Regions from separate parts of the Drosophila melanogaster genome. Here region 2 is linked to region 1. A link is a contact called in public Hi-C data. All regions are on one chromosome and are shown on one strand. The core of a region is the stretch at or near the end of the contact, and the rest is flanking DNA. Distances in the headings are between cores, read along the strand shown.

Region 1 (5,953 bases), core at 1,856-4,355:
CCCTCCAGCCCCAGCACCATCAACTCCAGTTCCAGCACCCGCACCAGCATCCACTCCCGTCAGCAGTGTCGGTTCCAGTGCAGCACCAGATCCTACTCCACCACCAGCTCCAGCTCCAGCACCAGCCCGTTCCTTCGGTAATGTTGCGCGAGTTTAATATTATTGAGAATCCGACTTCCGGTGGCCGGCATCAGCAGATGGAGCAGCTGCCGCCGCATCACGGCAGCCTCGACCTATCGGGAATGGGAATGGGTGTGGGGGCTGGCGTGCTCGGCAGCGACTGCTTCATGATGCCACGGCGAGATCGCGAACGCACATATGTGCCGCCCTTAAACCAGCATGGCCATCATCCACCGCATCACCTCCATTCGAATCTGAATCTGAATCAGAGCCAGCACCCGCCATCGTTCACCAGCCTGGGCTATGGCCAATGCCGGGAGAGCGAGCCGCTATTGCATGCCAGCAGCGTCGCGCCGGTAGCCAAGGTGAGTGAAGACGCTGAACACCTGCTCTGGAGCAAGGAGATCCTCCTCTGAACAGCCAGCACCGCCTTGTCCCAGCCTCCAAGTGCCTCAGAAACTGACCTGTAAAAACCAGATAACCGGATTACCAAGACCCATATCCATCCCATTCGTAACTAATGTCCAAGAACCACAATAGATTTGTATGTATTTGTGAGAAGTAGGGAAAGGGATTATAAAGATAATAATAATAATAATAACAATAGCTTAACCAAGTTTATATTAGCATTTAATGTAAAAAGCGCACTTTTCTAAATGAATTTACATCGTTATTATTACCATCTGAATAGACAGATAAATTGTTAAGTTTTAAAGATATATTAATTTAATTAATGAGCCATATGCTTATACACCATTTTGTTGATCTCAAATTAAAAGTATAGTTTTTGAAGATAACTTAGTTAAGCTTTTAAATGAATCATTTATAGTGACTATATAGTTGGTGTGATAAAGGAATTCCTTGAATACGTTATGACTTTTTTTAATCCATTTACATGCCAGTCTATTTGTGAAGCTTGCCGACCACTTGCCCCGAATATCCACTCCTTATATTTATATCTGTGTGTACCATGTGTCTAACTCTCTATGTCCACTCTTTGCATGACCGCGCACATCTATCTTTCTCTCTCGCTTGCTCATCTCCGACTAACCACGCCCCCAGATCATGCCCATGCAGCATGCGCCAAAGTACGAGCCACCACGTTACACTTCTCCCCACACCATGTTGTCGCAACAGCACCAGCAGCAGCAGCAGCAGCAGCATCAGCATCAGCAGCCGCAATCGCAATCTGCCCAGGATCAGCAGACACATCCCGCCCAGGACCCACATCCTTTGCAGCGGCAGTACGCCATGTATTCGCAGCAGCCGCAGCTGCCGCCGAAGCCAGTGCTGAGAACGTACATGAAGCCGTTGCCGAAGCTGCCGACGGATCTGGAGGAGAGCCGCGACATGTCCTCGACGGATGATCTGAGCTCACGACCACACTCGCCCTCGATGAGCAGCTCGGATGAGAGCTACTCGAAGACCACAGAGGGCGAAGGTGAAGGCGATGAGGACTCGCCGCGCATGGTCAATGGTGGCCACCTGCATCATCGCAATGGCTACCACCTGCCCGCCGGTGGTCTGGTCAACCCATTGCAATGGCTCTACCCCTGCGACATTCAGGTGGATCCCACCTCTCCGGTCGTCGACATGGCCCACCTGCATGACTTTGAGCTAAGCTCCACCACCGAGAGCCAGGGCCATCACACTAACAGCAACACGACGAGCAACACACAACACAAGGGCGACAGCTGCAACAGCTTCGACTTTCAGAAGGCAGCAGTTGGAACGGCAGCGGGTGCGGCAATCGCGACCAAGTCGCCCTTCGAGCGTGAACTGCAACGTCTGCTTAACGAATCCTCGCGAGCTCGTTGCCTGGCGACTGCGACAACGACGGCTGGAGCCATCTCTACCACAGATCAGACGGCCAGCAATGGAAGCCGTGAGTTGAGCTACTCCCTCAGCAATGGGAAGCTGAGCTCTGCGAATGGACATGGCGTTGGAGGATCCGGATCCGGATCCGGATCGGGATCAGGTTCAGGTTCGGCGGTGGGCAATGGCAGCGGTGGCAGCGGCAGCAGCAATGGCAATCTCAGCGGCGGCAGCGGCAGCAACTCGAACAGTGGCAACAACAACAGCAGTCACCACAAGACGGAGCAGCAGCAGAATATGGATCACGAGCATCTGGCCGGTGGCAAATTGCTGGGCAGTAATAGCTTCATGATCGCCAAACATCCGGTGGGCTTGGAAGCCATCAAGGAGATAACGCGCAACAAGAATCCCTCGGAGTCCAGCCAAATGTGAGTAGACCATGACCAGTGATGGGAAGAAGCTTGGTAGGACATATTTACTTAGTTGTTTATCCCTCAATTCGATAAAAAAAAAAATCAAAAATTCCACAAGGAAAGTGCTTTTGAAGGGGGATTACTTTACCTTTGACCTTTTACCTTTATATGACTTACATATACAATATTTGATAGTCTACCTATGTTATTAATCCCATCACTGACCATGACGACAGCTTCCATTCCATGACATATGGTGTAGGTTCGCCGCTTTCATTACCGGTATGGGGGTTGGCTTTATATTAATTTTAATTTTAAATCCTTTAAATGATATATGCATATCTGAAAACCTTATCCAATCGAGCGAATGTGTGACTCTTGCAGGCAAACCTCGGACACGGAGTCCTGCGAGATTCTGCACGAGAACCGCAACCAGATGCATGTGCTGGCCATGCTGGAGATGCATACGGCCAAGGAGCTGAATGGCAGCCATGCGCATCACGGTCAGCATCACCAGCAGCCACAGAGGACGCATCGCCAGCGACCGCGCTCCAAGGAGCTGCAGTACAGCCACGAGAGTCTGGACGGACTGGATGGAGCGGTGCAGTCGCAGTCGCAGCAGCGACACCAACGCTATCATCACCACCATCACCACCAACAGAGGCAGCAGCAACAGCAGCGCTACAACCATGTGCAGGAGCAGGAGGAGCGTGACGACACCGAGGACAACCTGGCCGATGAGGAGTTTGAGGACGACGAAGTGGGTCGTGATGTGCGACAGAAGCGCCTACAAAAGTCCGAGCTCAATCACAAACGATCGGAGGTTGCAACAGAGGCAGGCAATCACCACGACGACGAGGTGGAGGAGGAGGACGACGATGACGACGAAGAGGAGGACCACCGGAATGGCGGGCGGGAGGCGGCACCGCTGACTAACGGCAGCATGCGCGGCCTGGAGGCCAATGTGATAAACGACGAGCTGAAGTATGGAGCAACCCATCTCAATCACCAGTCCATGGACTCCAATCCGTTGGAGAGCCAATCGGAGTGGTCGGATGACGATTGTCGTGAGGAAGCAACAGGTGAGAACTGAGATCTCTACCATTTTCTCTAACCATAACTAATGCTTTGTTTTATTTTTTTTTTTCAGGGGGAGCCGAGTCCACGGGCTACATTACGGATGAGCCCGGACTGGAGAACATCTCGTTGCTGAACGAAGCTGGTCTCACCGATGCCGAGGGCGCTCTCTCGGATGTCAACTCGCTGTATAACGCGCCGGACGTGGACGACACTTCGGTGTCCAGCCGGGCCAGCTCCCGCCTGCTTAGCCTGGACTCGCTGAGCGGCCTCTACGACTGCGATCTGGACTCCAAGCACGAGCTGGCCATCGTCAATGCCTCGCACAAGATCTCCAGTAAATTTGGGCAGCCTCTATCACCGGCACAGCAGCAACATCAACAACAGCAGCAACAGCAACAGCAGCAACAGCAGCAACACCACCAACAGCAGCTGCAGCAGAATCCGCAGCACACTCAAGCCCAATCGCATTTGGCTCCGGTTCAGTTTCAGTCCGCCGAGGAGTTGAGAGAGTAAAGATTGAAAGTTCGTGTGAAGCAGGTGGAGCGTTAAACACTCAAACGTTGTTATTGCTATATGCAAATGGTGTCTAATAATTTACAATAAAGCAACCTAAACTATAGTAAACTAAATCTAGAATAGGTGACAGATATGCATATATCGAAATATATATATATATATATATATTTATGTATGTATAGAAGCAGAGGCACTTAAAGCTGCTCTAAGGCACCCCTAGATGTAAGCCCGTTTACTTTACTGTGGCTAGATCATGCCTAGCAGGTATTAACTCATATATATATATATATATATATAGTATATATTTAGTATATGCAAGAAGATCTATATGTATTGAAAGTAAACACGTAGTCATTGGTTACCCCGTCGCCAATTGGCCCAGTTAAGCGTTCCAGTTACTATACCGCGTGAAAAGCAAAATGAATATTTAGCCGCAACTTGAGATATCCAATGCTAATCCATGAATCCATCGTTTAGTGCGCTTAGTCCTTTTAAGGACTTAGATAGCGAAGGATCGCAGCTAGGCGACCCCTGACCACTCCCATATGTTATTAGTGTATAAATATATATAAATATATATATATATGTATATGTACCATTTTAATCGAATAAGCAAAGATTTGGCCATTTATACGAAGCCACAACCAATGCATGACATGTTGTAAATAAAACAAAAAGTTATAAATATTTTTTTTTCGATATTACTTTAAGGCTATAAATTGCCCATAGACTGCTCCACCACCATTAATTCGAATTTGAAATTGAAATCGAAATCTTAATCACTTGAGATCTACCTACCAATTCGTATATTAATATTAATATAACCAGCGTAAGATACGTAAATCCCTCTGTTTTCCTTTCCGGTTCCATTTTTCGAGCTCCAATGCGCCCGTGCCCCACGCCAAGCGTCTTTGATCTTAAATGTATGTATTTGTTTGTGGCCCATTCTTGGGCTCAACGGCAAAACACAGAAACTGGTTTAAACTTAGCTTTTGTATTCCAAATATATATGATGTTGCAAATTTTTAGTTTAAGTTCCCGAGTGCTCGATGGGAGTCACTTAAAGTGGACTCCACCATGTTGCCTGCTGCACAATTGTCAAATTTCATTTGCTATGCTACACTTCAGTGTATTCGTTTATAAGATCTGTATATAGAATATTCGAAATGATGGAAGAGGATTTACAATTATTAGACATATAAGATGCAGAGACAAAAGAAATATTCTTGATATTGTTGTCCCGACCCCAATAAATGAAACCAAAAACCAAACAAACAACCAACACCAAGCAAATGAATATAAACTGAAAGAAAAAAAAATCTCGTACAACTGTGCAAATGATAAATAAGGTAAATGATAAATGTGAACAAACAAATCCATATTTTGTGTGTGCAATTTATTAAGTCGCCCTAGGAGCGCCAAATATTATTAACAAAACTACACCAACGCAAAACGATATATAATGAAAGCAACAACCACAGCTAATGCAAGAACTGCAAACGGCCCACAGATAAACTTCTTATGCAAATATATAAACACAAATAGCGCAGAAATGTATACATCAAATACATATGTACATATAAATGAAACTGAGAACCAGCTGGAATAAATATATATCTATATATACACACATTCATAAAATTGTACACTGAAGCAGAGACAGGAAGTTGGACTCGTGCAAGTATATATTTATTTTTCTGTACTAAAAAGAACGTAAATGGTAAAGAATTTAATATTATATATGCAATGGCAGTCATCTGTCTATATCTACACGAAATAATGGCGGGAAAACAATGCCTTATAAGCAGGAATGAATTCTGAATCCAAAGGCCAATTGTCGACTCATTTTGATTCATAAATGCAATTATCAATTTGGCAAAAGTTGAATCATCAGGACTGTTCCAGATTCCGAGTAAAAAAACATTATTTGTTAGCAATAAAATCAAGAATTTCTTTATTTTCGGTTTTTTTTTTAAATTTTTTAATTTTCTGATCTACATTGCAATTTG
Region 2 (5,953 bases), core at 2,018-4,517, 200 kb before region 1:
AGACACAGACGGAAATAGCGGTGAGACAGACACGCAGACGGACATTTCATTGGATTGCAATTATTGATATGGAACGCTGGTTAATGGATGTTGGATTCGGAATGCTCAATGCAGCATTCAGACACAATGGCCAGCATGTAAATCGCCATCGTACAGTGCGCTCCATATGTGTGCAACAGCTGAAACTGTTTTCGTCCTTTGTCTCTGCGCATGAATAATTCAATGAGCCCACCGATTGTCGAAGCAATCGATGCGTTTGCCAATGTAAATTAACGCATTTAAGTCACACATTCATTTTCAGGGATATTGACATACTTATATGCAGTCAGTGTTTAAATAATAAAGGTATAATTGTAGTATTTATTTATATTTTATATAAAATTTACGAAGAAACTTCTTCATCAGAGGACTATGTATTTTTTATATGTCTGTCTGCATAATTTAGAATTATAAGTTATTAAAGGGATCTGCAGGCAGTACGTTAGTTTTAATTGCCCAAGACTTATTTATTTTTTACACGTACTGCTAACGACCGCAATTCTCGTAATTGCCATTAAAGCACATCTATCTCTCTCTCTCTCTGTTCCGTTCCGATTGTGTGTACGTGTGCGTTTGTATTTGATGGCATAATTATTCACCAATTGCAAGCACAATTTGCTACTTCCGTTTCCGGCGAATGTTTATGTGCGGTCACATTGTTTCAGTCTCTCTGTTCCAATTTCTAAACGTATAAGTATACGATTCCGATGCCAGGATTGATGGCAACTGACTGGATTAATTTACTCTGTCTATATCCAATTGTCAGGGGACACCTGTCAGTGGGATATTCAGCTATTGTTGTTCTTCACTAGTCTGGCTCTCCTTGGCCCAAATCCGAATCGAAGCAAATATTTTGCTATCTCAGTTTGGTTTTACCAATCCGAAGCGCGCCAGATGTTGCACTTTTCCATATTTTTCAATTGATTTATGCCAATTTATGCTCCCCTACCCATATTTCCCTTTTTATCTCTGACCGCAGATGCAACAGGATGTGGAAATATTGCTGCGGGCAGACTGCCAAGACACGAATCGAGATGGAAACCATGGCAGCAGTAGTATTGCCACTCGGAAAATTCCACTGGTAGCGCGGAAAATGCCACACACACCTCCCCACCAAACCCCCTCAATAGCAACCACTTTTCAATACCTTGGGTTTGTGCCTTGCCAAACTGCGAGAGAGCGCAGCCACACTGCAAATCTGAAAACTCAAAGGCGTTAATTCATGAGCTCGACACCCAAAAATATCTGGCGATACTCGCTGGTGAGCTTCTATGAGTGGCCGTGGCACGACTCGATTCCACTTGATTTGGCTGGGATTGGGATTGGGATTGGGATTGAGTTTGGGGTTTTGGGATTGAACGGATATGGGCAAATACTACAGGTGTCTGGACGGGCTGGCTGGCAGCTTGATTGATGGGCCCCACTCAAAAGTGCCGGCGGGCTGCCATCGCAGCCCCAATTTGTTGGCATTACGTGGTGGCAGGTGGTAGAGGTAGAGGGTTGTGCACATTCGCAAATAGAATTCAAAGGGGGTTCGAAGGGCTTGGGGGCTTGGCTGTTTGGGAATGAATTATGAAAGGTTCGGAGTCAGAAATTCACGAAATGAACAATTTACACTGGGCACAAGTCGAGCATAAAGCCAAATAGCCTACAGTGGCGGTTAAAAAATTAATTTGGATTCGAAATTTGGACACACTTGTAGGAAGAACATTTTGAGCTGCAGATAACCGGCATAGCTAAGATAAATGCTAAAAAGATAGTTTTTTTCCATCGTTTTGTTTCCAATTTATTTTGGATTTTTTTTGCGTTTTATATTTAAAAAGAAAATATGTTATAAATTTACTTGAACTCTTCTAAATAGTTATTTTGTAATTCAATTTAAAGACTGCAATTTCTGCTTAAATAATTATTCCAAAGCAATAGCTGATTTTTCTACCATAAGTGTGTTGTCGCAAAAAAAGGACAAAGGACCTTTTGCATAGCAGGGCGACTTTGATTTGGGTATAGCATTAGCTTCAACTTTCGGCCATTAGGCGCAGGCAATTTAGCACACAACAATCGATCTTGGTAAGGGGGTCAAAGGCCAGTGCACTTCCCAAAAGTATACTCACTGTTCTTCTTGTACAGCAAAATCTCGAACTGATCCTGCTGTTGGTTCTCCAGCGTGTACTCCAGCCGTCCCACCGTCTCCTTGTCTGTCAGCTCGCCATACATGAAGCCGCATCTGTTGGGTTTTTTTTTTGTGTCCAAGGATGTGAATGTGGATGCAACGATGCCAGAATGCCAGAATGCCAGGTTGCCAGGTTGCCGGGCAGGAGATGCCAGAAGAAATAGAAAGAGATGTGGAGAGCAGACGAGGTATTATTCTTGGTTAGCTTTACATTGGTTGCATGCCACAAATGCACACACACACACACACAGCAACAACAACAACACACACGCAAACCTATATGAAAATCAAACACACATATGCACATGAACACCAGGGCAAGCACATGCAGCGGAAAATGGGAAAACAGCAAGCGTTCCAATTGGAGGAAAACATGCCGAACAAAACAAGATTGATGCACCTGGGGCCCATCGAGCAAAAATACGAAGAAGCTTCACTGCGCACAGCAAAATGTATTAAACAAATATCAATTTAATGCACCGCTGCTCAACCGATGGGGTCACACATTTCCTTGGGACTCAGGTCAATAATTTATATATTATATTAGGCCAAGGAGTAGTAGAAACACATAAAGAAATTCCGAGAGCTAAAGAAAATTAATTGCATTTGGTTAAAATAAGAATATATTTCCTAACTTTGAATTTTTAGTTTATTCATTGAAAGCACACTCTTTTCGAACAGTGTTGCCTTTACCTGGATTATTGAAATCAAAAACTGTATTCCGATATTTGATACTCCCAACATACGGCCGAAAGTTATGCGTGGAAAACTTTTCCCAGCTTTCCCCAACGTAAAGTTGATTACTATAAGCGCGCTGGTTGGCTTTCTTATGCATATTCTGTGAATACCTTTTGTTGAATGTATTATTTTTCGTTCGCTTTTCCAATGAAAACCAAATAATTAATGATCGAGTTTCTGGGCTAAACAGGGGACTAAACTTTCGTTGCCTATGTGTATTGACTTGGAAAAGTCAGCTCAAAATCGGGACAGGGAAACCACTTGCAGTGTCGAACAAAAAGTGTTGCATACTTTTCGGGCCAGGCTTGATGACGTCAGCGGCGAACGAATTGAAACGAGAACGCAGCCGAAGGAAATGTGGGAAAGCATGAGCAGGGAAGTGGAGATGGAGGAGCAGTAGTTAATTTCTGTTGTTTTGCTTTACTCGTGCCACGAACAAAAGTTCAACAAACTACGAAACGGCGACGTCACGGGTTCGTTAATATGTGTGTGTACATTGTGTTCGCACATAGACACATAGGGGCAAAAAACGAAATTGGGTTACAAAGCAAACAAAAAACAGGTCCTGGATTCGGGGATATGGCCATAGATATATTAGATATACGTGTATATATGTATGTACATACGTATAGATATGGATGCACAAAGTGTTTATGTGCTCATGGGTGGAGCACAGTAAAAGCCCTCGACAAGCACTCGAAATTCTATTATTTTCTAGGGGGTCCAACGAAAAGCACTCAACGAAAATCCCTAATTCAATCTAACATATACTGGGGGAGCCGTGCACAAAGGCCTTTACTCGGTGAAAATGCACTTAAGTGATTTCGAAACCCTTTTTTTCATGGCGCCAAAAAGTGTGCGATGAAATTCCAAAGACAGGATTTTTGTTCTAAATCAAATGTAAGTAAGTGCGCATGGCAAAGGAGTATTATTTTAAACTCTTGAAATTGTTAAAAATTTTCATAGGGCATTAAGTCGAGCACCTAGTCGTATACGCAATCTTGTTGGCCTTTCTAACAGTTACAAAACATTTTCTAAGCCTTAGCTGAATAGAAATACACATATAACCATGATGAATGGTAGAAACACTATTTTATCAATAGTGAAAATATAGTGATTCCTAACGAGTTTATACTGTACAGTAAACTTTAGAGCAACAAAAGGCGATTTGCGTTGCGCCAAAAGAAATTGCATTGAAGCAAATGTCGAGTGAAAATCAAACGTTTCCTTTGGTTCTTTTTTTGTTTTTTTTTTTGCATTTCTTCATCCACTTTCTTCTGTTTCCTTTCTTTCTATTTGTGCTTTTCTTTTTAGCTGGCCACTGTTTTCTGGTTGCCTTTGGCCGTCATTCCAGTTGTTTCATTGCATTCTTTTTGTGTTTTTTGGATCACACGCGACCAGAGAACAGAAACAAATAAAAAGAAGGACAACAACAAAAGTGGGTCACAGCAACAACAACACTGGCGGATTAAGCGAAAGAACGAGAGGGATAGAAAGTGGTGCCCAGTGTGTGAAGGAGATGGCAGTTGCGCTAGCTAAACGGCAGATTGGCATTAAAAACTTGTATTTTTTTCCACCTGGGGAATTTTCGGGACCGCTGATGCTGCAGCAGGTGAGCTGACGAACGAACCGTATTTCTATTCTTTTTTAGGGCCGCTTTTTTTGGCCTGCAAATTACAAACAATTCTCGGGAGAATCATTGGATACGCTGGCCTCTGGGCGAGCCGCTTGTTGATTTATGAGGCTGGTGGGCGAAAGAGATAGATTGAGATGGAGTGGAAAGAGAAGGGGTTTAGGCGAAAGCAGAAAAAAAAAAATAGATTGAGGTACCGAGTTCACGACCAGCGAAAGTCCTCGCCGAATTCAGGCAAACAAATGCAGTTAACACTATTTCTACCCATCTCTTTCTTTTTTGTTATAGCCATCTCTTTCACATTGCACTCGCTCTTCTCTTCCATCACATCAATTCACCAAAGGATTGCATAGAAAATTTGTTTGACCAGGACCACCGGCAGGCAATTTGCAACAGTGTAATGGGAAATGGAAACGCAAGCGGTAGGCACAAAAGAATAACGGGTTAGGGGGAAAAGTAGACCAATTTTCCGCGAAAAAATTAAACCAACTTTACCAATGGGATTCACATTGCCTTAACATTTTTGGTATGCCGATTCGGATATTCATTATGTATTTCAGAGATGTTAGCGTAATTTGTTATATATTGTATATCCTCTTTATGATACGTTGTGGCATTTTTCCTCAATTACAAAAGATAAAAACATAGTAAAAGCCTTCCTGTCCATCTGCATTACGTTCGCTGAGCAGCAAAGTGCATTAAGTTCGACAATGGTTTTTTAATGGCCAGCAAAAATATGCGCAAATTAATTGGAAAAAGAGAACAGAAAAGTATATGCGGTTAAAGAAGCTGGAACAATAAATGAACTTCACATTCAATGGCCGGGTGTAAGCAGCTGCGGATAAGCCGCAGTTAAGCAGATAAACACGGTGGAAAATTGTGAAAAACATGGGGCGGGAAAGGCGGCGAGGGCGTGGGTTTTTCCGGATGAGGCAGGTCAGGTGCGTGAACGAGTGTTAATGGGACAAGAGGGGCAAGAAATCTCCGGCAATCTCGGGCAAATCCTCTTAGCTGTCAAGTCTCCCAAAAGGGAAATGTCCAGAAGAGTCTCCGCCCTGTCTGACTGCCACGCCCACGCTTTTGCTTCTTCTCTATTTACCCATTTTCCACCTGCAGTCACTGTGCAGCTTACAGTTTGAGCAGCACTGCCCACAAGCTAATATTTGTCTAAGAAATGAGCATGCAACTTTAACGTGATTAAAAGTCAAACTAAAGAAAGTTAGTTCAAGTGATGAAGTTAAAAACACAAAGATAAGTGCTATGAACTCTGAAGAAGTAGAACCAGGCTATATATTGATTGTGAAACTAAGGAAAATGAATAAATGTGCATAGGCATAAACAGATTTCGTTGTATACATACAACAAAAGTAAAA

What was found. A called contact is a pair of places that touch in the nucleus more often than the background predicts.
Region 2: a Hi-C map of the Kc167 cell line shows a contact between it and region 1, with 1.9 times the contacts expected there. The contact joins two enhancer-like sites. A contact is called at or near these places in 7 of 107 Hi-C or Micro-C datasets (the Kc167 cell line, cellular blastoderm embryo, embryo and 1 more).

The regions. Positions count from the first base shown.
Region 1 is chrX:14,787,658-14,793,610 of dm6, reverse strand. It overlaps rut (rutabaga), which reads left to right. Exons shown (of 18, transcript NM_078601.4): 15 at 1-485; 16 at 1,183-2,363; 17 at 2,733-3,430; 18 at 3,499-5,953. The coding sequence ends at 3,941. lncRNA:CR45522 (long non-coding RNA:CR45522) reads right to left here. Exons shown (of 3, transcript NR_123906.1): 3 at 5,714-5,953. Among named protein-coding and RNA genes, the nearest start is that of Ag5r, 4.1 kb to the right of the region's middle. Within about 2 kb of position 3,105, at least 3 of the 39 cell types and tissues checked have an H3K27ac peak or open chromatin away from gene starts, as enhancers often do. A contact at or near this core is called in the Kc167 cell line, where this site is marked.
Region 2 is chrX:14,986,630-14,992,582 of dm6, reverse strand. It overlaps eag (ether a go-go), which reads right to left. Exons shown (of 17, transcript NM_078603.4): 5 at 2,151-2,263; 6 at 1,187-1,237. Among named protein-coding and RNA genes, the nearest start is that of eag, 34 kb to the right of the region's middle. Within about 2 kb of position 3,267, at least 4 of the 39 cell types and tissues checked have an H3K27ac peak or open chromatin away from gene starts, as enhancers often do. A contact at or near this core is called in the Kc167 cell line, where this site is marked.